Regions from separate parts of the Sus scrofa genome. Here all the other regions are linked to region 2. Evidence: chromatin contacts called from public HiChIP or PLAC-seq data. All regions are on one chromosome and are shown on one strand. The core of a region is the stretch at or near the end of the contact, and the rest is flanking DNA. Distances in the headings are between cores, read along the strand shown.

The links. HiChIP or PLAC-seq counts read pairs in DNA pulled down with a chosen protein or histone mark.
Region 1: a contact with region 2 is called in an H3K27ac HiChIP or PLAC-seq map of skeletal muscle, with 6 times the contacts expected there. The contact joins the promoter of KLHL26 here to the promoter of UPF1 in region 2. A contact is called at or near these places in 1 of 47 Hi-C or Micro-C datasets (mesenteric adipose tissue) and 2 of 2 datasets of contacts at active chromatin or transcription factors (alveolar macrophages and skeletal muscle).
Region 3: a contact with region 2 is called in an H3K27ac HiChIP or PLAC-seq map of alveolar macrophages. The contact joins the promoter of C2H19orf60 here to the promoter of UPF1 in region 2. A contact is called at or near these places in 1 of 5 promoter capture datasets (fetal liver), 12 of 47 Hi-C or Micro-C datasets (alveolar macrophages, embryonic fibroblasts, epiblast stem cells and 8 more) and 2 of 2 datasets of contacts at active chromatin or transcription factors (alveolar macrophages and skeletal muscle).

The regions. Positions count from the first base shown.
Region 1 is chr2:59,192,450-59,196,803 of Sscrofa11.1, forward strand. KLHL26 (kelch-like protein 26) reads right to left here and starts at 1,499. Exons shown (of 3, transcript XM_003123523.5): 1 at 1,345-1,499. The coding sequence starts at 1,421.
Region 2 is chr2:59,011,101-59,016,081 of Sscrofa11.1, forward strand. It overlaps UPF1 (regulator of nonsense transcripts 1), which reads right to left and starts at 2,446. Exons shown (of 24, transcript XM_021083471.1): 1 at 1,906-2,446. The coding sequence starts at 2,127.
Region 3 is chr2:59,234,952-59,239,523 of Sscrofa11.1, forward strand. It overlaps C2H19orf60, which reads right to left and starts at 2,120. Exons shown (of 5, transcript XM_005652933.3): 1 at 1,964-2,120; 2 at 1,787-1,869; 3 at 1,262-1,512; 4 at 217-296. The coding sequence starts at 1,865. LOC106508380 (a long non-coding RNA gene) reads left to right here and starts at 1,260. Exons shown (of 2, transcript XR_001305188.2): 1 at 1,260-1,586; 2 at 1,696-2,310. UBA52 (ubiquitin A-52 residue ribosomal protein fusion product 1) reads right to left here. Exons shown (of 5, transcript NM_214211.1): 4 at 4,138-4,240; 5 at 3,853-4,048. The coding sequence ends at 3,955.

The sequences.
Region 1 (4,354 bases), core at 249-2,748, 180 kb after region 2:
GTCCTTTACATGCCATCTCCTACAGGTCACCAAGTCCTGCCCATCTACCCCCTGAATGTCTTCCCAAATCCTCTGGCCTCTCCTTGCTCCCCACTAAAGGCCTCCAAGCCCAACTCGTGTGCCTGGACCATCAGGCCTTTCTGGCCTAGTTCAGCCCAGGTCCCCACAACAAGGATTGACTCTGAAGCACACAAGGACTGACCACTTTATCATTTATCGTGTTGGCCGAAATTATTTGCTCCCATGAGCTCACCAGTGAGATAAAGCTTGAATTTTTTCCTTGGCCAGCCAAGGGTATCAGGTTGTCCTGCGGGGCTGGGAAGAGAGGGTCTGGACCACCCTGGCTTTTTGCAATGGAAAGAGGGAGGGACATCTTGCATCCTAAAGTAGGTTTTCTTCCCCTCTGAGAACCTAAAAAAATGCATACAGACAGCTTCAATTGCTGTGCCAATTCTGAGGTTCAAGCTACCAGTCTCAGGACTTGGCCTCTCTCTGACCAAAGGGAGTAAATTCTTCTGCCTTGATCTGAGCAAGACCTTGTTTCAAGTTCTATAGCCTGGGGCAGGAGGTGTGGGATTTACATACCATGGGGATTGGAGGAAGGAGTACCAAGGATGGACACTTCTCATGTTTTTTAAGACCCTCAGGGCACTCTCACCACCCTCAGGCTCCCCAAGGCCCACTCCAGCCCCTCAGGACCCCTGGGACCCCCACGGCCCCTCAGCTTCCTCTCTCAGCTTCTCCCAGGTCCCTTAGGCCTCTTTCAGAACCTCAGGTTCACTTGAGTCTCCTACTCCCAAACTTCCACAGTCCTCACCCATCCCAAGTCCCCTAAGCATGCTCTTAGGACTACTTTCAGAAACCTTAGGGTCCTTCAGCACCCTCCAGAAAGCCCCAGGCCTCAGTCTCTCCAAACTGCCCTCGGGTCCCCTTCTCAGAGTCCCCAAGACAGCCTCAACAACCTCAAAACTGTCTAAGGCCTCTGCTCAGGACCTCCCTGACTCCCAGACCACTTGGCATCATCAGTTCCCCCATGACTACATCACAGTCAGAAGCCCTGGTGTTTCCCTTCAGATAGACAGCTGTAGCTCTCAATGCCCTCTCAGGCCCCTAGTGCCGCATGCAGAAGCCTGGAGTTGCTGGGGTCCCCAGCTCGCGTTCAGAGGCCCCCTGAACAGCCCTCAGTCCCCTTAGTACTCCATGGAACCCTAAAGCCCGCAGCCCCCATAATGATCCTCGAGCCGGCTCAGGCCTCTCCTCAGCCCCTCAGGATCCCCAGGACTCCCCATAGGTCGCACCGGCCCCAGGGGCAGGCGCAGGCACACCCTGCAGGCTGAGTCTCACCTGCTCGGGCGCTCGGGGCCCGGACCCGCGCTGAAGCCGCCGCCACCAGCACCACCACCGCCGCCAGACTCCGCCATCTTCCAGCCGCCGCCACCGCGCGTGCTAGTGACGGGAACCGAGCGCGCCAGCCGGGGAGACTAAGTCGTGGGGGGTGGGGCGGGGCCTGTTCTGCGGGGGGCGGGGCACGGGCGAGGGGTGGGGTCGGGTTTGAAGAGGGAGGGGTCCTGGCCTGGGAGGGGGCGGGGCTTGGGGGGGAGCGGGCGAAGGCGGGAGTCGGATCAGCTAGGGGGTGGAGCCTGGGGAGAGGGATGGAGTCTTGGACCAGGCGCAGGCGTGGGTCTGAGGAGGGTCGGAGAATTGGCGGGAGAAGGACGAGGGGAAAGGGGCAAGATTCTACGAGAGTTGTGTCCGGGGTAAGGGGCGGGGCCTTCTGGGAGGGGCGGGGCAAAGGCAACCTTGCTGTGGGTGTGGAGAGAGGGGGACCAGGGAGAAATGGGTGGGGTGGGAAGCCGGATGGTGAAGTATGGCACTTCAGGAGCGGGGTTTGCTCTGGGAAGAGGAGGGGTGGGGCTGAGAGGAGAGGAGGGGCATGGGAAAATTAGTCAAAGACCTCTGAGAATCCCCTCTTCCTCCTTCCAGGGTCACTCCATCCTTGCGACCTCCGTCAGACTCGAACTCAGACTTCCCACCCATCTTTGGGTACCAATCCTCCCGCATCTTTCCAGAGCCTCCACCCTCAGATTCCAATCATCTGCAATCAGATCCCCAAACCTCCTGCTTCACTCTCAATTCTGGTTCCCACACCCCAAAACCTGTGTCCTCAAGCTATCTCCCCCGTCCTCTACTCAAATCTAAACTCCACTCCCCCAAATCGTTGCCCCCAGACCCTTCGAACCCACTTAAGCCCCCAAAGCCCATTCCACCAGACCCAACCCCCTTGGATCCACTAGCTCCAGCACTCCAAACACCCTAATCTCAGCCAGGGCTCAAAATCCAGCATCTGTTTCCTTGTTTTTTCTCTTGTTCTTCTTCCTTCCTGCCTACCTTTCCCCTTCTCCCTTCTGGACTCCGTGGAGCCCAGAGCCAAGAAGGCCTCTGTAAAGTTTTCAGAGATTTTGAGGCCGCCACACCCACCGCCACTAAAAGCTTAGAATCTTACCCTGCAAAGGTTCAAGCTTGCGGGGTTTTCTCTCCAGCCTTGAACCCATATATTCCTTCACCTCCTGAGTTAGCAAACCCTCCCTTGTGCAGCCTTGGGCAGGGTCCAGGGGTTCAGATGGGGCTCAGAGACTTCCTGCAGTCAGCTCTGGGAAAGGGGGGCAGACGTGGGCCCGGGGACCCCAGAGGCAGAAGCAAGGGGCCTGCCTGGGTGTGCTCCTTCAGAGAGAACCAGACTCAATTGATCCATCTCCAGCAGAGGTTCAGGTACACAGTAGGTACTCAATCATTTGTGTAAAATGCTCAGGAGTTGACACTGTGCAAGTTGATATGGCCTTGCTGACCCCTCCAGCATATAATAAGCACTCGATAAATATTGAATGTGTGAATGCATGAGCAGCTCACGTGCCAGCTACCTCTGCACACACTCCCTTCCCTGCCTGTGGTCTGCCTGCCATTTGAGCCTTTGTTCCACATGAACCACATGCAGGCATCAAACCCCACTCAGCAGAGACCTTTCGCTCCCACACTCAACACAGAGACGGCTGCAGTCACTGGTATCCATATGCACGCACACTTCATAACACCCAGATTTGACCCACATGTCAGACACACAGTCAAAAATAAGCCAGAAGCTCACTGGGCCCCTGGCTGTGCGCTCGCATGTAGCACACTACAGATGCATGGTCTGTGGACATACTAAGCACTCCAAGATCACACAGCACAGGACAGCCAGTGCAAAGGCCCTGAGGTAGGAGCATGCCTGGAGTGTTGCCTGGCAGGGAAGAGTGAGGGAGAGGGAGAAGGGAGGAGAAGATGGGGTGGGCAGAAATTAGGGGTGCTATAAGTCATTGGTGACTTTGTGGACCACTGTGGAGGCATTTCCCCTCCATAAAATGAGGTGGTGAGGGGTGGCTTGTGAGTGGAGGGAATGGAAACAACACCCACAATTGGAGGCAATATCTCGGATTAGAGACCTTGCTTAGGAGGCAAGATTTCCTGGCCAAAAGATGGTACTCATCCCAGGGTGGTGGCCAGGGAACAATGGAAGGTGATCCTATCCAGGATGTACTTTCCAGGTGGAGCTAACAGAAGATACAATAGATGGGATGGGGTGGGGCGGGGGCAGGCAGAGCGAGGCTCCCCCTGAACCTGATTGGCTGCAACACCTGGAATGCAGCAGAGGCAGGTGGGGACAGGGAGGGCCCATGAATGTTACTGCACACTCTTGTCCAGTAATGATGACCTGTGGTCTGGAAGAGCCCACAGGCAGGGACATGGCAGGCCACATCTATGGGCCTGGCCGCCATCTGGCCCACAGCCGGCACAGCTCTCCCAGAGGCAAAGGGCCTCACCACCTGCTCACTGTTCTGAAACAGCTGTGGGCCTCACAGCCACAGGTTGGAGTTGGGCAGTCTCCTTATAGCCCCCAGGTATTACAGAGGAGAAACTTGAGGCCTGGGAATTAGGAGAAGCCTTGCTTTCTTTTATTTTTTTTTTCTTTTTGTCTTTTATCTTTTTAGGGCCATACCTGCCCTAAAAAGAACATATGGATGTTCCCGGGCTAGGGGTCAAACTGAAGCTGTAGCTGCTGGCCTACACCACAGCCACAGCAACACCAGATCCTTAACACACTTAGCAAGGCCAGGGATTGAACCCGTTTCCTCATGGATACTACTTAGGTTCATTAACCACTGAGGCACGACAGAAACTCCAGCAAAGACATGCTTTCCTACAGCTTCACGCCTGGGCTTCATCCACCGTGTCTGCCCTTCACCGTTGAGTGGCCTCAGAACAAGCTGTTGAGCCTAGAGCCGCCTTCTGCTTCTCTATAAACTAGACAGGTCACCAT
Region 2 (4,981 bases), core at 1,196-3,695:
AGGATATTACTCCCCAAAATACAAATCCAAAGTTAGGCTACAGAGTTAAAGTAAGGAAGGACAAACCGTTTTGATGTCATCAGAATTCAAATGAGTTCAACTATAATGTTTCCCTCCAGTGGAGTGTTTTAATGCTCTTATTTAGTACAGTTCAATGGTCAGGTGCAGGAAAAGTAATCAATTATTGCAACTAAAAGAGGACACGCCCCCACAATTAACCGAAAACAGAAACCAAGGACCAAAACTACAACTTGGAGCTGCCCAGGTTTGCTGTTTTATAGGCTACAGTTTAAAAAGGATTTGCAATAAAACAATTACCTTTCACAACCCTGAGCTACCATAGGTCATGACACACTGCTCAACCAAGAGATTTTTATCCTCAGCTTCCCGGACATGGTGGACGCAAATTATAGACAACACTATCAGGTCTATCCGTTCATACAGAAGTCCAATTTCACATATGTCTAAAGGTAACCAAATAAGAGCTGTTACCCCCATTTTAAAGTTGTGGGAACAAATCTACAAGGTATGAAACTACAAGTGTTATCAAGAGTCTCTGGTGGCTCATTCATGTCTCCATGCAAACTTTCCCCTCTAACTTCCCCCATCATATGTAAACAAAACTGAAAAAACATACATACATGCACACCTGTTCTCCCTGATGCCCCCACCCATCAAGCATCTATTTTTAAGGAATCTGAGGTTAGAATGAGTCAAATGTTTTTTGCTTCTATTAGGGGCTAAGAGAAAGTCCAAGTGGGTGGTCTACCCATGGGAGTGACTCAACCAACTACAATGTAAGCCCCCTTCCCCAGGACAGGGTCTAAGCTCACTCTGGCTGAGGACAGGTTGGCTCCCCAAGATCTGACGGTGGGTCCTCATGTCAAGGGACACCTGCAACAAGGCAAGCCCTATATCTCCTCCACGGCTGAGAATTCAGGAAAATAAAATCAAAGGAGGTACCAGGCAAAGAAATGGAATCTGAGATTCAGAAGATGATGGCTACATTCCCAAGTGAGCCCAGTTCAAGACCACAGCCAGCCCCCTTGCCCACCCTAGGGCAGGGCCCCAGATCCAGGAAGTGTATGCCCAATACTTCTCATAACACAAACCCAAATTTAAAATAGTCTTCACATCATTAAGAACAAAAGTCTCTGACGTGGCAGACCAATTTAAGTAAAACCCACCACTATTACCCCGTTGGAGGAACAAACTCAAACCCAACTTTTCCAAGGCAGGGCTGCGGAGTTACGTAACAGGTCGGTTTCAGCAACAGGCAATGCCAGAAAGAAAAACAAAACGCAAACTGCCTCCTGAATAATCTTAAAAGCCAACGAGTATGGGGTTCACGACTGGAGGCAAAAGTTCCGTTTCTGCTGGGGGAGCCTCGACCCTCCTCTCACCAGCGTCCCTGAGCCCAGGGAAATCTGAATCCGCCGCTCAGTGGGCATAAGAGGGGTAAGGGAGAGTGCTCTGAAGGTTCCGACCACAGGTAAGGGGGTGGGGCAGGGCGGTCGGATCAGCCAGAGGAGGGGACCGGAGCAGATCACCGACCCAGCTGGAGAACTCGGGGACAGGTCATCCCCGACTTGGCCAAAGACAGACCCGGAAGGGGACTTGGGACAGATCGCGTAAGACCTAGCCTGAACGAGATCCTGAAATCACCCGGACGCAACCAGAGCAGGACTTGAGGTAGGTTTGCCTGGATCCGGCTGGAGAGCGGGAGCCGGGGCAGGTTACTCCGGGGACGTCCTGAATGGGAGAGACCCCGCCAGGTTACTCCAGGCCCGACTGGAGTTTGAAACACGAGCACATCAGCCTCTGCCCCGATGGAGGGGGAGCCAGGGCAGGTTCCCGGCCGCCGAGGCCTGGCCCCATCTTCCGGCGCCGCCATGTGCCGCTCACCTGAGCGTCGAGCTGTCCGGCGGCCGCGCCCGGCCCCGCGCCGACCGGGGCCCCAGCGCCTCCACCTCCAGGACCACCGGGGGGCGTCTGCGTCTGGCTGGGGAGGGTGAAGTCGGTAAACTCGAACTCGGAGCCCTGCGTGTCGGCGCCGAGGAGCTCGGCCTCCTCGGTATCCAGGAAGGTGAGCGTCTGAGAGCTGGGCCCGTACGCCTCCACGCTCATGGTGCCGCCGCGTAGGGCCCTCAGGCCGGCTCCGCGCCGCACTCGAGCCCGCCGCTGCGCTGAGGCCTAGGCCGCAGGTCTTGGGCAGCCGCCGCCGCCGCCGCCGCCGCCGCCGCCGCGCCCGCGCTCCTGGACAAGATCAAAACGCCCGCCGCGGTGCGAACCGGGTCGAGAGCCACGCGCGCCGAGCCGCCGCCTCTGCCGCTGAGCCCCTCAGTACCACCGCTTCCTTCGGAGCCGCCCGCCCTCGCAGCCCCCGGCAGGAACCGCCGCCGCCGCCGTGCGCGTGCGCGAGCCCGACGCCGCCGCAGGTGCGCGTGCGCGAGCCCGACGCCGGCGCAGACGAACGCGCTCCTCGAGGACGCCTCCTACCGCGCCCGGACTCCCGGAGCTGAGTGGGCCGACAGAACGCGCAGCGCGCAAGCGCGGGAGGCGGGGCTTCCAACCGTCTTCCCGACGGCGGCTCGAGAAGCTAGTCTCGCTCCAACCGCTCCTCCGTGGCGCCTGGGCAGCGGATGGTGTAGATGTGGTGGTCCTTGCCCTTAGGGGCGGCGACAATGTCTTGGGTTAATTGACCGCCAACTGAATACCTTACACAGGTGGAACCCAGCTGGGGAAGCTTGTCGAGGACGGTGCGGTGCGTCCCCATCTTTTAGAGAATCTTCCTGGGCCTGTTTCCTCACCTTTAAAATGGGGATGCCTGGCACATAGTAGCTGCTCAGTGTGCATTTGTTGAATAAATTAGTGGGGACAGCCCTTAGCACAGCACATAGCACGCAGAAATGGTGGTTGCAGCAGTTCTGTACAATTATAATATTATTCAGAGGCAGTATATAACAAAGCACTTGGGAGCACTTGCTCAGGTTTGAAATCCAGACCTGGCCACCTACTGGCTGTGTGACTTTGTGCAAATGATTTCACGTCTCAGCCTAGGATTTCCTCCGCTGGGAAAGGGAAATAATAACCATTAAGATGGGCTGAGGGGAGTGCCGGTAGTGGCTCAGTGGAAACAAATCTGACTAGGAATAATGAGGATGCAAGTTTGATCCCTGGCCTCCTCAGTGGGTTAAGGATCTGGCATTGCTGTGAGCTGTGGCCTAGGCTGCAGACATGGCTTGAATCTGGAGTTGCTGTGGCTGCAGCAAAGGCCAGCAGCCGTAGCTCCAATTTGACCAATAGCCTGGGAACCTCCATATGCCGCCACTTCGGCCCTGATCTGAGGAATGTCTGTGACCCATACCACAGCTGATGGCAATTCCAGATCCTTAACCCACTGAGCGAGGCCAGGAATGGAACCCACATCCTCATGGATGCTAGATTGGGTTTCTTAACCACTGAGCCATGATGGGAGGTCCCTCTCGGAGTTTTAAATGCATGCCCTACCCTGCCTTTGATCTAGCAATTCCACTTCTAAGGATATCCTCTTATTTCCTACATATACTCACATTCGCAAAATGGCACTGTGGGAGTTCCTGTCGTGGCGCAGTGGAAACTAATCTGACTAGGAACTATGAGGTTGTGGGTCCGATCCCTGGCCTCACTCAGTGGTTAAGGATCCATCGTTGCCATGAGCTGTGGTGTAGGTCTCAAACGAGGCTCAGATCCCGCGTTGCTGTGGCTGTGGTGTAGGCTAGCAGCTGTAGCTCTGATTAGACTACTAGCCTGGGAACCTCCATATGCGCAGGTGCGGCCCTAAAAGACACACACAAGAAAAGACAAAATGGCACTGTGGGTGATAAACTAAAACATAACCATTTAACACAAAAGAAAGCAATAAAGGAGAAATTGGGGGGAAAAGATACCACATATAGAAATAAATGGCAGAAATAAGTCCCTATGAGTAATTTATTAAATGTAAATGATTAAACTCTCCACTTAAAAAAGGAGTTCCCATTGTGGCTCGGTAGTAACGAACCTGACTAGTATCCATGAGGACTCGGGTTCAATCCCTGACCTCGCTCCGTGGGTTAAGGATCAGGCATTGCCATGAACTGTGGTGTAGGTCACAGACACGGCTTGGATCCCACATTGCTGTGGCTGTAGTATAGGCTGACAGCTACAGCTCCAATTTGACCCCTAGCCTGGGAACTTCCATATGCTGCAGATGTGGTCCTAAAAAGACAAAGAAAAAAAAAAGAAGAAGTTGTCAGAATTGATTTGTTTTTTAAAAAATCGTGATCCAACTATGCTGTCTTACAGGAGACTCGCTATAGATTCCAAGACAAGTAGGTTGGAAGTAAATGGATAGAAAAGATATTCCATGCAAATGGTAACCAAGAGAGAGCTGGATTAGCTATGATAATACCAGATAAAACCGATGTTAAGGACTTCCCATTGTGGTGCAGCAGAAACGAATCCAACTAGAAACCGTGACATTGTGGGTTCGATCCCTGGCCTCACTCAGTGGGTTAAGGATCTGGCGTTACTGTGAGCTGTGGTGTAGGTCACAGACAGAGCCCAGATCTGGTGTTGCTGTGATTGTGGCATAGGCTGGCAGCTGAAGCTCCGATTGGACCCCTAGCCTGGGAACTTCCATATGCCATGGGTGCCCTAAAAAGACATAAGACCAAAAAAACAAAACAAAACAAAACAAAAGACGTTAAGACTAAAATTGTACTTGAGACGAAGAACATCATATAAGGATAAAAGTTTTTATCTATCAGAAAGAAATAACAATTATAAACATGAAAACACCTAACAACAAAGCCCCAAAATACATGAAGCAAAATATGATAAATTGGAAGGAGATATAAACAATTCAATAGTAACTATGGTTTACTATAGAGGAAGGGAGTTAAAGGTTTAAAGAGATTGAAATGTTAGAATGCATTTTTCACTTAAGACATTCTCACCC
Region 3 (4,572 bases), core at 870-3,369, 220 kb after region 2:
ATGTACAGTGAGTCTGGTGTGCAACTGTAGGGCATGTGTGCTGAGGGAATGTATATCTAGGAGCCACCAGATGAGGACTCTGGAGTGCGCACCCTAAGGGTTGTGTGCAGGTTCAGAGGATTGGCACAGCCTGACCTTGCCAGCCCTGGGGCACACCTGGCTGGGGATGGGTGCCCAAGGATGCGTGTGCAAACCAAACATGGGGACAGCGCTCACTTCATCTTCAGCTGGTCCATCTGCATGGTATCCTCCTGCTCAGTCAGCTCTGGTGTCCCCATCAGCTGTAGCAGGGCCACCTAGTTGGGGGGTGGGCAGCAAGGAGGATGTCACAGCTGGCAGACCATCCCCCTGCCCTCCCATGTGTTAGGAAAAGATGCTGAAGCACCAGGAAAGCCAGCACCACGGTGGGGCCATAGGAAGCTGAAGTCTCAAGGGGTGCTACTAAGCCCAGGAGGAATCTGGGGTTAGGTTTAGGGGGCTCCTGAGGCCAGAGGCCGAATGGGCGGGCCCTAGAATCAGTGCAGAGCACAGCACAGGCGCAGCCTCATGTAGGCAGGGAAAGGAAATAGTGGTGAAATCTCGGCCAGTGATTGGTGGTCCAGGGTGAAGTACGTGGGGTCTCAGGGACCAGCCGGGGCTTTATAATCCCAGGGTGGATGTAGGCCAAAAACCTCGACTGAGGAGTTCCCTTGTGTCACAGCGAGTTGAGGAACCCGTGTTGTCCCTGCGCGGTGCAGGATGGGAATCCCAATGTAAACTATGATGCAGGCGTGGCTTGAGGTGAATTTGGACTGGGAATGGTAATACATCAGCAGAGTAGGCGGGGCCATGGAAACCTAGAGGGAGGAGCCGGCCCAGAACCTAGGGTGGGAGTCTAAGGTTACTCGGAATGGGACTGGGACACGGCCAGGAAACTCAAGGCCCCCAATCTTCAGGGGGTTGAGTACCACATCTGGGGTATTGGCAAAAGCCAGAGAAGAAGGAGCGCGGTAGGGGCGGAGTCTGGGATAGAGTAGGCGTGTCCTGGGGCTAAAAAAACCTGGATGTAAGTGGAGGCAGACAAGAGGGGACTAAACCTGAAAATTTCCAGTGAAACCTTAATGGACGACTAAAGTGGGGGCAAGAAGAAGTGGATTCTGGGGCGCCAGGGGCGGGACTTGAGAGGACGGAATCTGGCCCCTCCCCCAAGTGGCGCCCAATGGGCCAAGGCCCGAGAGACAAGCCCTAGAGTAGGACACACTGCTGCCGGGCGGGGCCTCACCGTGGCCAGGCGCGTCTCCTCCAGCTGCTGCAGCCTGCGCACGTGGCTCGCGAGCAGCGGCTGCTGTCGGGGTCCGGTCAGCTCCGCCTCCACCGCCAGCACTTCCCGAGAGGCGGCGGTGAAAGCCTGGGTCACCTCGTGTACCGTGCTCCGGTAGCGCGGGAAGTCGTAAGGCGGGCCGCTGCTCAGGTACTGGCGGTGGCCTCTGTGGCAGGTGGGGGTCCTGAGGCTACGGTCCCAGCTCTCAGTCCCTGCACCCGAATCGACCACCTGAAAGCCCCCCAAGAAGTGTCCCTGCCCTGGACCCCAGAGTATGGAGGACGTTGTGAGTACCGCAGGGTAACCCAAAACGGGCCCACCCCTGCGCATGGGGAGGGGGAAAGATCTGGTCTCCCTGTAAATCCCGCCCCACCTCTGACACTGCGTTCGCTCAGGTTCCCAGATTCTTCCCACGGCGCACCCGTCCCGCGAGCGGGCTGGGTGCTGAACCTTGCGACTTCTCCTTTCCCCTACGCCCACACTTACTCCTCCAGCCGACGGAAGGCCTGCGCGCGCTCAGCCTGCAACTGGTGGATGCGCTGTACCAGCACCCGGATCGGGGCATCTTTCTATGGGGCGGGGGGCAGGGCTGGGGCATGAAAACGGCGCCCTCGGGCCTGCACCGCCCACCCCATGCCTGTTCCCGCTCGGGCTCGAGCTCACCCAAGGCCACACCAGCTCCTCTCTTTCCGGGCCTCCCGTGTTATCCGCAGCCTCAGGAACCGCGGAGACAGCCGACTCTGCCGCGGCCTCGGCGGTGATCATGACTGCGCAGCCCTGGCCCCGCCCGGGAGCAGGTTGCATCGCTGCGCCAGGCGCCCCCTGGAGGCCCGGAGGCTTCTAGACCCAGCCTGCGGCAGGAAAAACTTGAGCGATCCTGGGGAAGACTGGGAAGCGAAGACAGCCAGCTTCTCTGTCCTGACACTCTCCAAGCACCCCCCACTCCCTTGTTTCCGTCCAGCGCCTGCCTTCTTAACATTTTTGATCTTGAAATGTACAGGTTCACTATAGAGCAAGGGTATTCCTCGGTTTGTTTCCATACGATGTCAACGCTCGACTTCCATCTCCTCACATCCCATCTCCACTCAAATAAGGAATGGAACCTGAGGTGATATCCGTCATCTAATGCCATAAGCTTGTGACAAGAGTAGAATCTGGAGTTCCCGTCATGCCTCAGTGGCTAACGCATCTGACTAGGAACCATGAGATTGTGGGTTCGATCCCTGGCCTTGCTCAGCGGATTAGGAATCCGGCGTTGCCTCAAGCTGTGGTGTAGGTCGCAGACACAGGTTGGATCCTGCGTGGCTGTGCCTGCGGCGTAGGCCAGTGGCTACAGCTCTGATTAGACTCCTAGCCTGGGAACCTCCATATGCCTCGGGTATGGCCCTAGAAAAGACAAAAAAAAAAAAAAAAAAAAAAGAGTACAATCTGAACGCAAGTTGACACTGGAGTCACTGGAACCCAGTCCACAGCAGATTCCCCGGGAACTACTCAGAAATGAGCTAGGAGAACCTGTGCAAAGGCCCTGATGTGGGAGTCTGGGGCAGGGCTGAGGCCAGCAGGGGTTCATATTAACCACAGAGGCCTGGGAGCTGGAGATAGAGCTCATGGGGTAGAGGAGAAAAATGGTGGTAGCCTGGCCTAAAGAGAAGGGGGTAATTGAACAAGATGAAAATCAACCACCTGGGGTATTAAGTGACAGCCTTTAGATGACACTCCAGGTCTCAGCTGTTTTTATTTATTTTATTTATTTATTTATTTTTGGTCTTTTTGCTATTTCTTTGGGCTGCTCCCGCGGCATATGGAGGTTCCCAGGCTAGGGGTCTAATCGGAGCTGTAGTCACTGGCCTACGCCAGAGCCACAGCAACGCTGGATCCAAGCCGCGTCTGCAACCTACACCACAGCTCATGGCAAGGGCAGGGACCCAAACCCGCAACCTCATGGTTCCTAGTCGGATTCGCTAACCACTGCGCCACGACGGGAACTCCTCAGCTGTTTTTAGGAAACACTGTCTAGGTTTGGGTTGTCATCTACAAGCTCCAATTTTTGCAAGACAAAAAAAAGGCATTGTCTTACCAGGGAACTACAACCCTCACCCGATTTGCTGGGGCCTGCCCTTCCCAAACATCATTGGTCTTGGGTGGGGCCCAGAAGCTAATGGTCAGTCCAAACTGAGAACAGGTGTTTTATGTGAGATGAGGGTGTTCCTTTCTACCTGCCCACACTTGAACACCTTTAGGGCCCAAGAATGAGAGTTGTCAATGTGCCTGACCAGACCCCATCAGACACTAGGCTTAGTCTATTCTCAGGTTATAGATAACATAACCCAGATGGGCAGGCTATGTGTGGCTCAAACTTTCCTGTGCTGTGGTTATGACAACTTCAGATGGGAAGGGCAGGGACCATGGCCCATTTTACAGATAATACAGCTGGAACCCAGGATAAAGGACCCCCATGCACTATGACAAATTGGGTAATAGCAAGTCCCTAGGGGAGACACCTACACTCAACCACCTCCCCATTGGACAGACCAGCCACAGGGACACCAGTTACTGCTCCAGTCAACGAAAGGGAAACTTTATTGAGGCCCCAGGGCCATGGGGCTTGGGCAGGAGGCTGCCCTGCAGACAAAGGAGAAGCTGGTGGAAAGGTCTTATTTGACCTTCTTCTTGGGGCGCAGGTTGTTGGTGTGGCCACACTTCTTCTTGCGGCAGTTCACCGCGCGGGGATGCAGGCGAGCATAACACCTGAACAAAGACAAGAAGAAGTGATAAGGGCACACCCTGACTCCCTCCAAACCAAGGCCAGCCCAGCCCCCACATCTGAGAGTGCATACTTGCGGCAGATCATCTTGTCGCAGTTGTATTTCTGAGCGAGCTGGCGGAGGGAGGGCTCGATGATGCCACCTCGCAGACGAAGCACCAAGTGCAGGGTGGACTCTACATGAAATGAAGGGTGGAGAGACAGCAACTAAGCCTAGGCCCAGCACCTCAGTTCCACAAGTGCAGGGCAGCCTCCACCACCCTGTAGACCAGAGCTTCTCAAGTGTGATGGGGACACATCAGAATCTCCGGGGTGTTCTATGTGTAGATGGACACACCACCCCATTCCACCCCACCACCTGCATCCTGTTATTTCCCACCAGTTCTCAGGGGGGGTCTGAGACTAGTATATACCAAAAGTGGTGTCCATCTGAGTTTCCCCACAGGCAAGGCAATTATAAGTGATGCCTTCTACTTTGCTAAGCAATATAGCTAATCTTTCACTGCAA